Regions from separate parts of the Mus musculus genome. Here region 1 is linked to region 2. Evidence: chromatin contacts called from public HiChIP or PLAC-seq data. All regions are on one chromosome and are shown on one strand. Each heading gives the region's core, a stretch centred on a gene start, on an enhancer-like site or on the middle of the called end of the contact. The rest is flanking DNA. Distances are from core to core; before and after follow the strand shown. Region 1 has its middle 110 kb from the start of Spef2. Region 2 has its middle 100 kb from the start of Prlr.

Region 1 (6,331 bases), core at 983-3,482, 210 kb before region 2:
CTGAGTATTAATCTATGTTTTTGTTCTCATCTGCTTCAGGAGGAAAGTTCTCTGAGGATGGATGAGCCAGGCACTGATTTACAAGCATAGCAGGATGCCATAATGAGTCATTTTGTGGATACAGTCCTTTAGCAGATAAGTAGTATTGGATTTTCCCCTAACACCTGGGCTATCTCATCTCGGTTTCTTGCCTTGCCTGGATGGGTTTGGTCTCATGGAATAGGATTTAAATCCACTTAGATATTGATTGGTTATTCTCACAAGATTTGTGCCACTATTGCAAAAACACATCTTGCAGGCAATTTACCAACATAGATGGGAAGAGTTTGTAGCTGGTTTGGTGTTTACCTTTCTTCTTTGAAAACATGCAGACTACCTTTCGGTACCATAAACACTAGTCAGTTGGGGTACAGTTCTAAGTAGGCACCAGTGCCACTGTTCAGTGAGTTGTGTAAGTGTTATCTTCAGTAATGGGGCCTTACCATCAGTTCGTGGAGAGCAACCAAGATCCTTGGCAATAGTGTGGATTGTGTAGGGATTGCTATGGGACTCCTTTGGTCAAAAACTTGATTAGACATAATCCATTCTCAGCTACTGGAAATGTTTTTTTTTTTTTTAAGATGAGAGATTTCCTGTTGGGGCTCTGTCTCCCCCTCATTCTCTTTCATTTAGATTTCCTACATAGACGTAGACATAGAAATTATGCACACATATACACACACATACATACACATGAAGCTTCTACTCCACTAGGTTTCCACATTATCCCTCAAAAGGCCCTTAGTCTTAGCTGTCCCTCTCTCTAGTCCCTCCTACACTCCCTATTCCTTCCCCCTTCCCATTTGAGTCTCACATTCCCACTCTTGTTTACCCATAGCTACCAACCTATTCTATTTCTCTTTCCTAGAGCTTCTGATAAATTATTTAAGTTAAGACTCTTATTTGAGAAGGCAAACCCATGTTCTTCAATGTCTTCTTCTTTCCTTGAGTGACCTTCTACTTTTAACAAACTGCATGCAACTCTACTCAATATATATATATATATATATATATATATATATATATATATATATATTCATCTCATTTTTAGTTTTTTTCTAATTTTGTGAAAATGAGTGTTTTACCTGTATATATGTGTTTATAGTGTGTGAGCCTGTTGCCCACAGAGAGCATAAGATGGAAGTAGATACTATGGAACCAGAGTAATGGATGTCTGCATGCTGACATGTATGTTTTAGAATCCAAACTTGGTTTCTCCAGAAAAGAAATGAGGATTAATGACCCACCCAACTCTTGTACTACCCTTTAGGCAGAAGTGTTGATCTATGTAATTGCTATAGGTTTATTTTTCGTTGTAAGGTACTGTGTGTCTGCTCTTTACTGTGATTTCCTTCAGTGTTTTTAGAAAAAAATGGATGTATATCTGTAAAAGGTCTTCACAGTGGTAGAAGGCACGAACTGGACTATGAAGCAACTAATGTCAGAGGACACTGAGGATCTGACATGACCATAGTTAAACAGAATACCACCATTACTTGAATAACTGCAAATTTTTGTGTTACTTTACATAAATCTCACTCTTATGTCATTTCAAGTAGTTCCAAACATTACAAGAGTAACATTCAGTGAGAGCTTTGCAGTAGCCCTGAATCTCAAGAGTTTGAAGTTTGCAGACCAGCACCCTTCTCAAAAGCCCCAGGCATAGAGCTTTAGCCTCAGTGATAATTGTTGAAATTTGACTGCTTAAACCTTCCAGTGCCGGGCAGTGGTGGCGCACGCCTTTAATCCCAGCACTTGGGAGGCAGAGGCAGGCGGATTTCTGAGATCAAGGTCAGCCTGGTCTACAGAGTGAGTTCCAGAACAGCCAGGGTTATACAGAGAAACCCTGTCTCGAAAAACCAAAAAAAAAAAAAAAAAAAAAAGAACCTTCCAGATACTGTCAAGATAGATGTTTTTTTGTTTTGTTTTGTTTTGTTTTTATGAAGAAGGTAATCTAAAAAACAAATCTTATTTCATACAACTTTGGATTCTTTGAAAAACAGTCCGATTTACTCTTTCAATTGCCCATTCGTGTTGTATGGTGTCTTATTTTGGTTTAATACACATGGGATCACAGAGGGCTTTTTTTTTTTTTTGTCTTTGTGGAAATAAATGAAAAATTATGACTGTAAGAGTGAAAGAGCCTTTGGAGTTGGAAGGCAGTTAGAAAAGGGAACCAAGCAACCATCCAGCTGTGGTATGAAATGTAAACATTGCCAGTCACCTCCACCCTTGACAACACACATCTGGACCTGACTGACCTAAACCTGATCTTTTCCTCATGGCTGAGACTCACGATGCATATCAAGAGGTTATCAGGATCCTGTTTTATGGAGTCTCTTGTTGTGTTTATACATTCTTTCTTTTTAATTACTTAACTTCTAGTCACGTAGCCCACGTTCCTTCATAACATGTAAATTCCCACATTGGCCTTCATCAGAAATGGATTCAGTTCTCTGAACTTACACTTAAATGGCAATTCCTAAAATTCTCTGAAATAATATTCTTCCTATCTTCACAGTTTCTGAGTTCACTTGTTATTATTATTCTAAACCAAGGTTCTATAACTGTGGAAGAAAATTAAAAGGGTCGATCCCATTCTCATCAGTTCTGTGTCAGCTGGGGTCAGGAAAAAATCAAAAGATCATGTGACAACTCTTGCTTTCAAGGGACAATATGAAGATACGGTAAACTTTCAAGTGATGTCCATGGGAATCATGTTCCAACAGTCTCACTACTCATTTTCACCATAGTGTTGTCTTCTCTGTATCAACCTTGGTTTGTGTGACCAAAATAACAGGACAGGAGTAAAGGTGCATCAGCTGTGAGATTCAATGAAGTAAGTGCTCTGTGGCTTCATTGTCCTGACACACATCAGACACACACACACACACACACACACACACACACCACACCACACTACACCACACCACACCATACACCCTTTTCCAATTCACTAGTTCCATCTTGGAAGGCACCCTAGGAAGATGCTCAGAGGAACAATAACTAGGCAACACCTAATGAGGAATAGAGAACTTCGCTCCACAAAAGACCTTAAAAAAACAAACAAACAAACAAACAAACAAACAAACAAACCAAAAACCAAAACTCTGCAGACCACATAAATCTTCAAAGTCCTTCATTCATTTCAAGCTACTCTTTAGACTGCCATACCTTATTATTCTCTGGCTTAGAACAAGCAGCTGTCAAAGGTCTGGTAATAAAAGTATATTGTTTTGAGCTTGACGTTTGGTAGCAACATGTTACGTGTGAATATGTAGTGACTCCATTACTCCTCACACTAATATTTCTGTCACACATGAGGAAGTAGAATACAAGTGCTACCTCAGAGGGCAAAACAGCAGAGAGAAAGATTGCCAATAGAGATGTGCATAAAACATGCTTGGGCATAGAATTTCTCTCCCCAGGGAGATCTCTGATGATACTGTGTCATGTATATTATAGTAAGCATTACCGCCTCTGTAATTAAATGTCTTCTGAATCATAACTTATAGAAGGTAAACAAATAATTTGATAAATAAAATGAATGTAAAATCTCAAGCACAATTGAGGCTGCTCATAATCACAATGGTAGCAGGAAAAGGGCGAAAGAAGCTAAGAAAATAAGGTGAATCAATTAAAATAGCAAAATGGGAACGTTACTATTTTAATATGCTGATATTTAGTTATACAAAGTAAAAATATTTTATCTTATTATTCATTATTTTTTGAATGAAGTAGGTAACCTTACAACAATTATCAAATAATATTGTGCAATTGTTTTAGAAAATGATCTTATTGCTGTTTATTATTTAAGCTGTATTTTCATCCAAACAGATTGATATTTCATATTTGTAATGAAAAAGCTTAATATATAGTTAACATACATAGCTAAAATAAATACCACTTTCTTAATAAAAAAATAATAATACAACTCATTAATTTTTCTTTGAAATTTCAACACTTCTCTTTTGTGGAAAAAGAATATTATTCCATTCTTTGCAAGAATGTCTTTACCAATCCTCTGAGAACTTCATTCAGAAGACCTTGGTCATATTTACCTCCTCTCCCAAATCCTTCCAGACCTATTTCTATCTCTCTATCTTCATTCATTTGCTTTGCTTTGCTTTGCTTTGCTTTGCTTTGCTTTGCTTTGCTTTGCTTTGCTTTGCTTTGCTTTGCTTTGCTTTGCTTTGCTTTGCTTTGCTTTGCATGTACCCATTGACTACGATTTGTGCTATCTGGATGCTCCTGACTGTGGAACCATGCACTAGGATGCAGATGGCCCACCAAGGATGTGACTCTGAGGCTTCCAGACCCATCACTGATCAGTTTCAGTAATTAGCCTTCACCATTTCCACAGTCCTATTTTTCTGTTTAACATGCATGTGCTTCATGAAAAATTGGCTTCAGGCTGTATTTATTTCTAACCCCAGACCACAGAACACATTGGCATGGTTTAAAACATCTTCCTAATAATTAAAGTATTTGAAAAACCATAAAATCCATAACAATCATGCTATTTTGTTAAGACTGTATTTGTTTTTTTTTTTTAATTTTTATTCTTTAGAAGGCCTCTATTTGAACTATGTATTTTTAGCTGTGTATTTTGGGTGGTTTACTGTTTTCAGTAATTCAGCTAATCTTTAACATAGCTTTGCAGAAAGTTACACAATTCCTAGAGATTTCCTTCAGCTTGCTCTCATTTTGTTTGTTGTGATGTAACAACAGTTCTTCTGGGATTCTGCTCACTATCCCCCACCCCACCCCCCAGCCAAGCTCAGAGCATCATATTGTTGGCAGCCCCTCTCACACAACTAAGCCTTACAGTTTACTGTCTACAGTGCTCAGGATTCTGTCATTTCACTCATCTGTCTGAGCATTTGACCCTGTTCAGATTTGGGCACTATACTATGCAATACAAATCTCTTCCCCTGTGTAATCTTGCCCTGTGGAAGGAGCACAGTCAAAGATTTGTGTAAATTAAGGTACTTTAGAAAAGCAGAACTGGTAGAATACATAGCTATAAATCTACATCTGCAAGTAGGTCAGTGTGTAATGGATGTGAGTATCTGTCTGTATTTACATATATACACAGAAATGTAGTACACAATAGCCAGCAAATGAAACAGAGATTGACCACAGATGACACACTGGGTTATGGAGCAACCATGCTGACTGCTATGTGCAGGATCGGAAAGCAGAACATCTCATGGGATTAGAGTTTGCCAAGACTTTGGGCCTGAGAATCAGGAAATGTGTTGAAATAAATCCCAACTTGAGGCTTGAAGATGATGAAATACAGTTTCCAGCTCAAGCAGTGTTGCAGATAAACCAAGAATGTGGAGGAATGTGTGAATGCCTCCCTCTCCCAATGTTTGTTCAACAGGTTAGATGACATTCCCCCCAAAATGGGGATATTAGTGTATTTTACTGAGACCACAATTCTAACACTGATTTTATGAGGAAACACTTCCAAATAAATAAATAATATCAAATCTGGACACCCACGCTTAGTTAAGTTGATGCATAAAATTATCTGCAGGGCTTGACTAACTAATATTAAAAACAATAAAAACCAGTAGACAGCAAAAATGCTCTTTCATTTAACATTTCAATGATGTGAATATTCAAAAACAGAGACTGCTCCTGGGTTCCTGACAGTTACAAGGCTGGAGGCAGCAGGGGCAGGGTGGGTGATGAGACCAAGACAGAGACTGAGACAGAGACTCAGAGACTGAGACTGAGACAGAGAGAGAGAGATTGGGATTTAACTGGGTTTAAATGAAACCATTAGAGACAGTTCCAAGCTCACTCCCAGAATGCTGGGTCCAGTAAGTCTTGAGAAGGATTCAAGAATCTTGACTATGCAAGACTCCTAGAAATCAGGTTTGGCCCCACACTTTGAAAAGGGTATTGGAATGGATGTTAGAATAAGATCATACGGGTTCACTGTGTCTGTGCTCATGGCATTAAAACCAGAAAAAAAAAAGAGAGAGATGAATTTAGTGAATGCCATGAGAGGGAAAATCACCACCGCCCTTCTCATTTCTCTGTAAAGTTCTTTACAGGTGATGCAATTAAAGAAACGACTGGCATAGTTCAAGAAAAAATTATGAAACTTTCTAGTGTGAAAAGTTTAAGGCAAGTAGCTATATTTGATTTAACATATGAAAATACAACAAACAAGCGAACACATGAAATCTAGAATGGAGCCTCAAAAGGAAATAGGCCTCTTAGTCAGGTAGATGAATTTGAGAAAATAAACATGATAGAGGCTGCTTTAAAATCA
Region 2 (6,272 bases), core at 2,782-5,281:
TCTCTCTCTCTCTTTCACACACACACACACACACACACACACACAAATACAAACACAAATAATAACAAGGAAAGGTAGGAGACCATGAAATACTGAGTATTGGCATTACAGTCTTTCACTAACAACATACAACCAATTTTGGTAAAACAAAACAAAACAAAACAAAACCTTCAAATAACTGGAATAATTACCTATACTTGCTAAATAAACACTCAGCATTGTACTATCAAAATGAAAGTCTGTCATTTCTATTTTGACTCTGAGGACCCATAATTAAGAAGGCCTGGCAGCTGTTTTCAAATCCACACACCTAAGGAGGAAAATTATATGCTTTTTTTCCAGTAATGTTTTGTGTTTTATGTGATTTGTATTTTAAATTCTGTCTCTAGGGGATTTGTTTCCAGAAGGTGAAAGATTTTCCTTCATTTATTTGAATCAAAGTGTTCTTGTCCGAGTTTACACAGTGTACCATGAATGCACCATATGTTCTAGTAGATGACTTCAAGTTTATATAGCACCCTAAGATATTTACCGTTTTTTTCTTCATAATTGTCCTAAGTACAGACTTACCTACTATACGTGTATATCAATAAAATATCTTTGTTTCAGTGGGATATTTAAGTGAGCTACTATCAATTGCTACAAAGTGCTTATTTTACAAGTATCCCATACTTCACTTAAATCTATTGAATAGTGTTAGAGATAGGTGTAGTCAATACTTTCATTAGTAGGTCACAGCAAAAAAATTCTGGGAAATTCATTGTCAAAGATAATAGTGTTCAAACATTTATGTGAGTTGGAAAGTTAATATTTCTTCTCCTAATTAGAGCTCTAGTTCTAATTAAGACTTCCCATCTTAATATTCTTATGCTTAATTTAAAGCATGGCCTGGAGGTATTTTTAATAGAAAGCAACTTGATAGTAACCACTGATGCGCTCATTTTTCCCAGAGTACCTATCGCAGGAAAGAACAGTGAGGTATGAACTATCTGTTTGTCTTCCTGAAGTCGCTCAGACATAGGTGCGTGTAGCCTATTCAGCCCTGTTCTCCCACACCGGTCCCCAAAAGAAAGAAGGGCTAGAGAGATGGTATCTGTCTAGAGGACCCACATGCAAACACTTCTACTGGAACACCTGACAGAAAGCCACTGTCAGAAAATGATCTAACAAGCTAGATGTTCTTAGTTGCTGGTGAAAAGATGCCACAGATGTCATCTGAGACAGTTGAGTTGGATGACTTAGGGTTTTTCTTTTGAGAGTGCTTCCTTGTCTTTTATTTACTTGAAGTTTGCACATCATTAGACTCTGCACTGGGGCCATGGCATGGCTGAGTGTTAGGGGTGAGCTGGAAGGTTCCCACTAAGGATTGGCATCTCATCCCTATTTATTGTCTGTTTATTGTCTTAATCTTGTCACACACAGCCTTGTAACTGTCTCCTGTCATGGTATCAACCAAGTAAGAAAGCCGTATGAAGCACTTTCACGTCTCACTAGTCTCTTCTACCTACTATGGAACTGAGAGATTGGAGTGCAAATAGCCAGAGCCCTATGATAAGTAAGCATCCAGTCTTGGCCCTCCATCCAGATGCTGTCACACCCAGCTAAGTGTCACATCAAAGCTGTTCTCTTCTCTATTTTGTGTAGGTAGCAAAGGGAACACTATTTAGGAAAGGACATGTTTTTATAAAAATTCACATGCCAACTTGCCCAGATTATATGTTTAAAAGTCAAATCAAAGTTTTCCTCTGCAAACTCTCATTTGACAACAGTCGTTCCTTGAAAACTTTTAGAATTTCTGTGGGCTAGGTGCTCTTGTATCTGCTAGGAGCAACTGGAGATCAGTCATGAGGTAAGACAATATCCATGCCTCTGCCCTCAAAGAGTCTTCAGTAAGTGAAAGGAAACAACTGCCTTAGTGATATCAGTATTGCACCATGACTTCTTTTATAAAGGAAACTGGGTACCACTGAGCAGGTATGGATGACTCGTGCATCATAACCAACGAAGGTGGTATTTATGAAGCACTTGCTGTAGGCCCTTACTGTGAAGTTGGTTTTTAAGTAGCATCTTACTAGATTTTTCACTCAAACCTATGCAATTACACATGAGAAAATGAGACACTTAGAGTTAGTTCCTATTGTCCAACTCACAAAGACAGGCAGGGAACAAATTGGACCAGGAATGAGGTTCAAGTTTGCATACCTAGAATTTCACCTCAGTCCACTAGAACCTTCCCAAAAGAAAGACTGAAATATTTCTTGTTAATAAAGTGCACAGGCTTGTTCATTAAGGCAGAAAGGAATATGCTAGTGACGAGCCTGAAATGAATTTTATTACACTCACTAAGCAATTCATAAAGCTAAAATAAGTTCCATAAACTTCAAATGTGTCCAGGGCCCAGGACTACCATGAATGGTCCACTTGACTGAAGACTTGAATCTAGAAATGTGGCTACCTTATGATGCAGGGTTTTGATCTTCCTAAAATCAATCACAAATGGAAATCACCGAAGGTATCATTATGACCATGGAGGAGCAAGAAGATGTGTTTATACTTTCGAAGTACCTAAGTGTCAACTCTGTTAAAATGTCCCTTTCCAAGCTGACTTAGCACCAAGCTTGTAAGGGCACACAGGTGACACATTCCTCATTTCCTTCAAGTCCTTCTTGAGTTTCATTTTGCACAATCATTTTATTTTTCAACTTCCATCTGGGCCCATTGGGGGTGGGGCCTTATTCCCATTAGCTTTAGTGTTCTCATAACAAACACAAGCATTTATTCTTCCATCTTGTGCCCTAAATATTTTTTCTGTGCACTAGTTAGAAACCTAAAATATTAGTAGCATTTAAGAATAAAGGTGGCAAACACGTTTGAGTAATAAATAGTAAAAATGTGTTTTGTTTTGTAGTTTCCAAGAGACAATTACATTGCTTTTGAAAATGAATGTAACAAGATTTGTAAACCGTGCCATTTCTATTTTGGCCTTCAACTGAAACTCCCTCTGTGGTCGTCAGTGTACACAAAGTCCTATCGAAAACAGCCCCAAGCAATATACAGAGAACATTTATTCCATTTCCAATGACAGATATTGGTAAAAACAGAGCTAGTAAAAAACAAAAATAACATAAGCTACAATGTACTTTTAACAAAATGTACTCAAGTGGGTCTTTTACCATTTTGTCCTCTATCTTTAAAACATGTATCCTCAATTTGAAATTTCTTTCATTGGTGACGCTCTCACCTACGTAGTAATGGCACTTAATGTTCATAAACACTTAAGATCTTTGTCATCCTATAAGTTGCTAGGACTAATGACAAACCAGTCTCCCAATTATGACAAATATTTGATGCTCTCTGCAAGTATTTTGTATCTAAAGATGTTTTTAAATTAATAAATACTATTCACTTTATTTTCTTTTATCAAATATATGCTGAGTATCTTTTACATCTTCCCAAGCAATTGTATCATTGTGTTTTTCTCCAAAATTTTTATTTTTATATATTTTAAAAATAAGTATATATAATCTCTGAGCATTTCAAAAGATGGTTCAAATTGATTTTTTTTCTACTAGCAGAAGTGGTCAATAAAACATATAGATTTTTCAAAACAACTTCTATAAAGCATAGTTTTGTGAACCTATAATGTGAATTTTTAAAATAATACCTTAAGGTACCAGCTTTCTCTTTCTCAACCAGGGGGCAAAAGACTTCTCAGAAAAACAGCTTTTTCTTTTCTGTCAAGAGAAGGTAAACACAGGGGAAATATTCCAAGGGAAATAAAAAACTGAGGAAGTTTACTAAAAGACCATAATATAAAGATTAAACTTGTTAGAACAAGAGAGGGATTTTTTTTAATGGTAAAATAATTGGGGGGAAATAATCGCCCTTGAGACATCCTTGTCATGCTCTCAGGCTTCAGACAACATGCTCAGGTGTTTCTAGATTTTCGTTCAATCGTAACATGATTGACGCCAGAATAGAGAAGAAACTGAAACCCAAAACAGGATGTGAGAACTGGAGGGAAAGACCACGGAGGAGAAGCGAAAAGGTGGTAGGCAGACCAGAGTGAGGCATGGCAGTGACACTGGGGATGGAGAGCGACTGAAAATGATAAAGACGAGGGAACAGAGGGATCTGAGAAGCAGCTGGAAAACAGATTGGCTTGTAGGTGTCCTTTAGTGTCCTTTGGTCGTTCAACAAAGTCATTTTCTGTCTTCTTTTATTGGACAGACTATACTCTCTCTAGCATAAGAGAATTTTCAACCCATATATAAATGCTTATTCCCACCTCTTATTCCAACTAAATCCTCAGACATCCATTTCTTATCCTCAAAGAGTTAGACATTGATTCGTAAATATACTTCATTTGGGGGAACAAGAAGGGGAAACAAGTAGAAGACTCGAAATTGAAAGTTGAGGTTTTGTCTCAATTTTAAAATCTGAGTTACTTTGGGTTTGTGGCACCCCTCTCTGATCTTTCATTGATTCATATTAAAGTGGAACAGTCTTTGCTCTGTGGTCCATTTCAGCTCTGATATGATGTAACCTGCTACACCGGGTGCAGGGTGTTTTTAATACATGAAAGCTACTGCTATTGATTAATTCATAATAAAATTCCAGGTTTCAAATCCATATCAGCATTGCATGAACTGCGAAGGTGCGAACTCAGGCCTGTGACGTGAAGATTATCCACCCTAGACAGATGGTTGGCATGTTTCCAAACAAGGACATACAGGCCTGCTGGGGTCACCTCAGTGACTACATCAACACGGCAGAGGACAGATCTGCACTGAAATAAGATATGAGCAGAACAGCATCGTCTCTCTCAGCCACAACAGAGCCATCTGTCTTAAATTAACCTAAAGCCTGTTAGCTGAAGCCTAGTTACGCATTGCAAGCTGCTTGGAGAAAACAATTTAAAAAGTCCTTCGGTGGTAGCATCCTGTCACTAAAGAAAGCTTTAATAAGCAGGGTATTCCAGGCAGGTAAAGCTTCCCTTCTTTTGAGCCACATTCACCAAAAGGAAAGATGTTCCAATCTCCCAGCACCCTGCTGAGAACTTTGATGAGGCAGCTGTCAGGGGAGACAGCACTGCTCTGTGATAACACCTATTGTCCACTGTTAGCTCTACAGTTGGGAGTAAGACAAAACTGCAAATGTGTATTGTGCAGCATACATAGCAGCTGGGAGATACACAGAAAATCTCCAAGGCGTAGATTTTAAATAAAACCCAAACAACCTAAATACTCTCTCTTTTCCTTTCATTCTCTGGGTTTTCCTCTTCATAGGAATGGGTGGGATTTTTCCAATCTGTGACTCTCCTGCTCCCAGATATTTCTGAGATGTCAGTGTTCTAAAAAGAAAAAAAAAAAAAAAGAAAAGAAAAGAAAATGTCTCCACACTGGAACTCAGTGGTTGAGTCTGAATGTTAATCCATACATCAACACTGTCCCTGGGATTTTAAAATATAGCTCAGAAAACAGAGAACATGGAAGAAGAGTCCCAGTTCCTCCTGTCACCTATTCCCCATCCTTTTCCCCTGGACCACTGCAATACCCCAAAGCATGCCCTGTACACAACTGTATCTTTAGAAGTTTCAACCCATAGCCAATTCTATAGTGAATAAGAAAGCAAAACGACGATTTTCAGGACAAATTTGTGATAGCTGGATAAGCTGCCCTACCTCCAAAATCAATCCAATAACTTAGCAGAATTTTCTCCTAGGATTTCACATTTCAGAGGCAGACAAAATTTTTTGTTGTTGTTGTTTGTTGTTTGCTTTTGTTTGTCTGCTTGCCTCAGTCCATCATTTGGTGAACTACAACAGGCTCGTTTTTCTCCCTCATACTCGCACGGACACTATATTTGGAGTATTAAATGTTTCTGGGAAAAGCTAAGAACTCCTTTTGCCCCCCCCCTCCCCCCCGTACTGGAGTAGTATTCTCATGAAGCTAGAGGAAATAGTAAGATCTCACACAACTTCCCAACAATATACACAGAACATATATCCCATTTGTATAAAGTCTAAACATGAGAAAAAGGAGGGGACCATGAAACCCAGAGTGGACCTCAAAACTAATCTGATATCTTATACAGCTATACTGTTTAATCTGGACTCTGTCATGCAGGGCAAAGGTCATTGAAGGTGAGTATGGATCTCTGAGTCTCTTTCCAGACTCGTGCCAGGCAACACAGGCAATGAGAAATGAGTGTCCATACTCCAATGCAGTGCTTCTCAGCGTTCCTATTGCTATGACCCTTTCATGCAGTTC

What was found. HiChIP or PLAC-seq counts read pairs in DNA pulled down with a chosen protein or histone mark.
Region 1: a contact with region 2 is called in an H3K27ac HiChIP or PLAC-seq map of large pre-B cells, with 2.2 times the contacts expected there. The contact joins two enhancer-like sites. A contact is called at or near these places in 5 of 484 Hi-C or Micro-C datasets (B cells, Th1 cells, cortical neurons and 2 more) and 2 of 115 datasets of contacts at active chromatin or transcription factors (CD8 T cells and large pre-B cells).

Annotation. Positions count from the first base shown.
Region 1 is chr15:9,859,744-9,866,074 of GRCm38.p6, forward strand. No RefSeq gene overlaps it. Among named protein-coding and RNA genes, the nearest start is that of Spef2, 110 kb to the left of the region's middle. Within about 2 kb of position 2,233, at least 10 of the 459 cell types and tissues checked have an H3K27ac peak or open chromatin away from gene starts, as enhancers often do.
Region 2 is chr15:10,071,115-10,077,386 of GRCm38.p6, forward strand. No RefSeq gene overlaps it. Among named protein-coding and RNA genes, the nearest start is that of Prlr, 100 kb to the right of the region's middle. Within about 2 kb of position 4,032, at least 55 of the 459 cell types and tissues checked have an H3K27ac peak or open chromatin away from gene starts, as enhancers often do.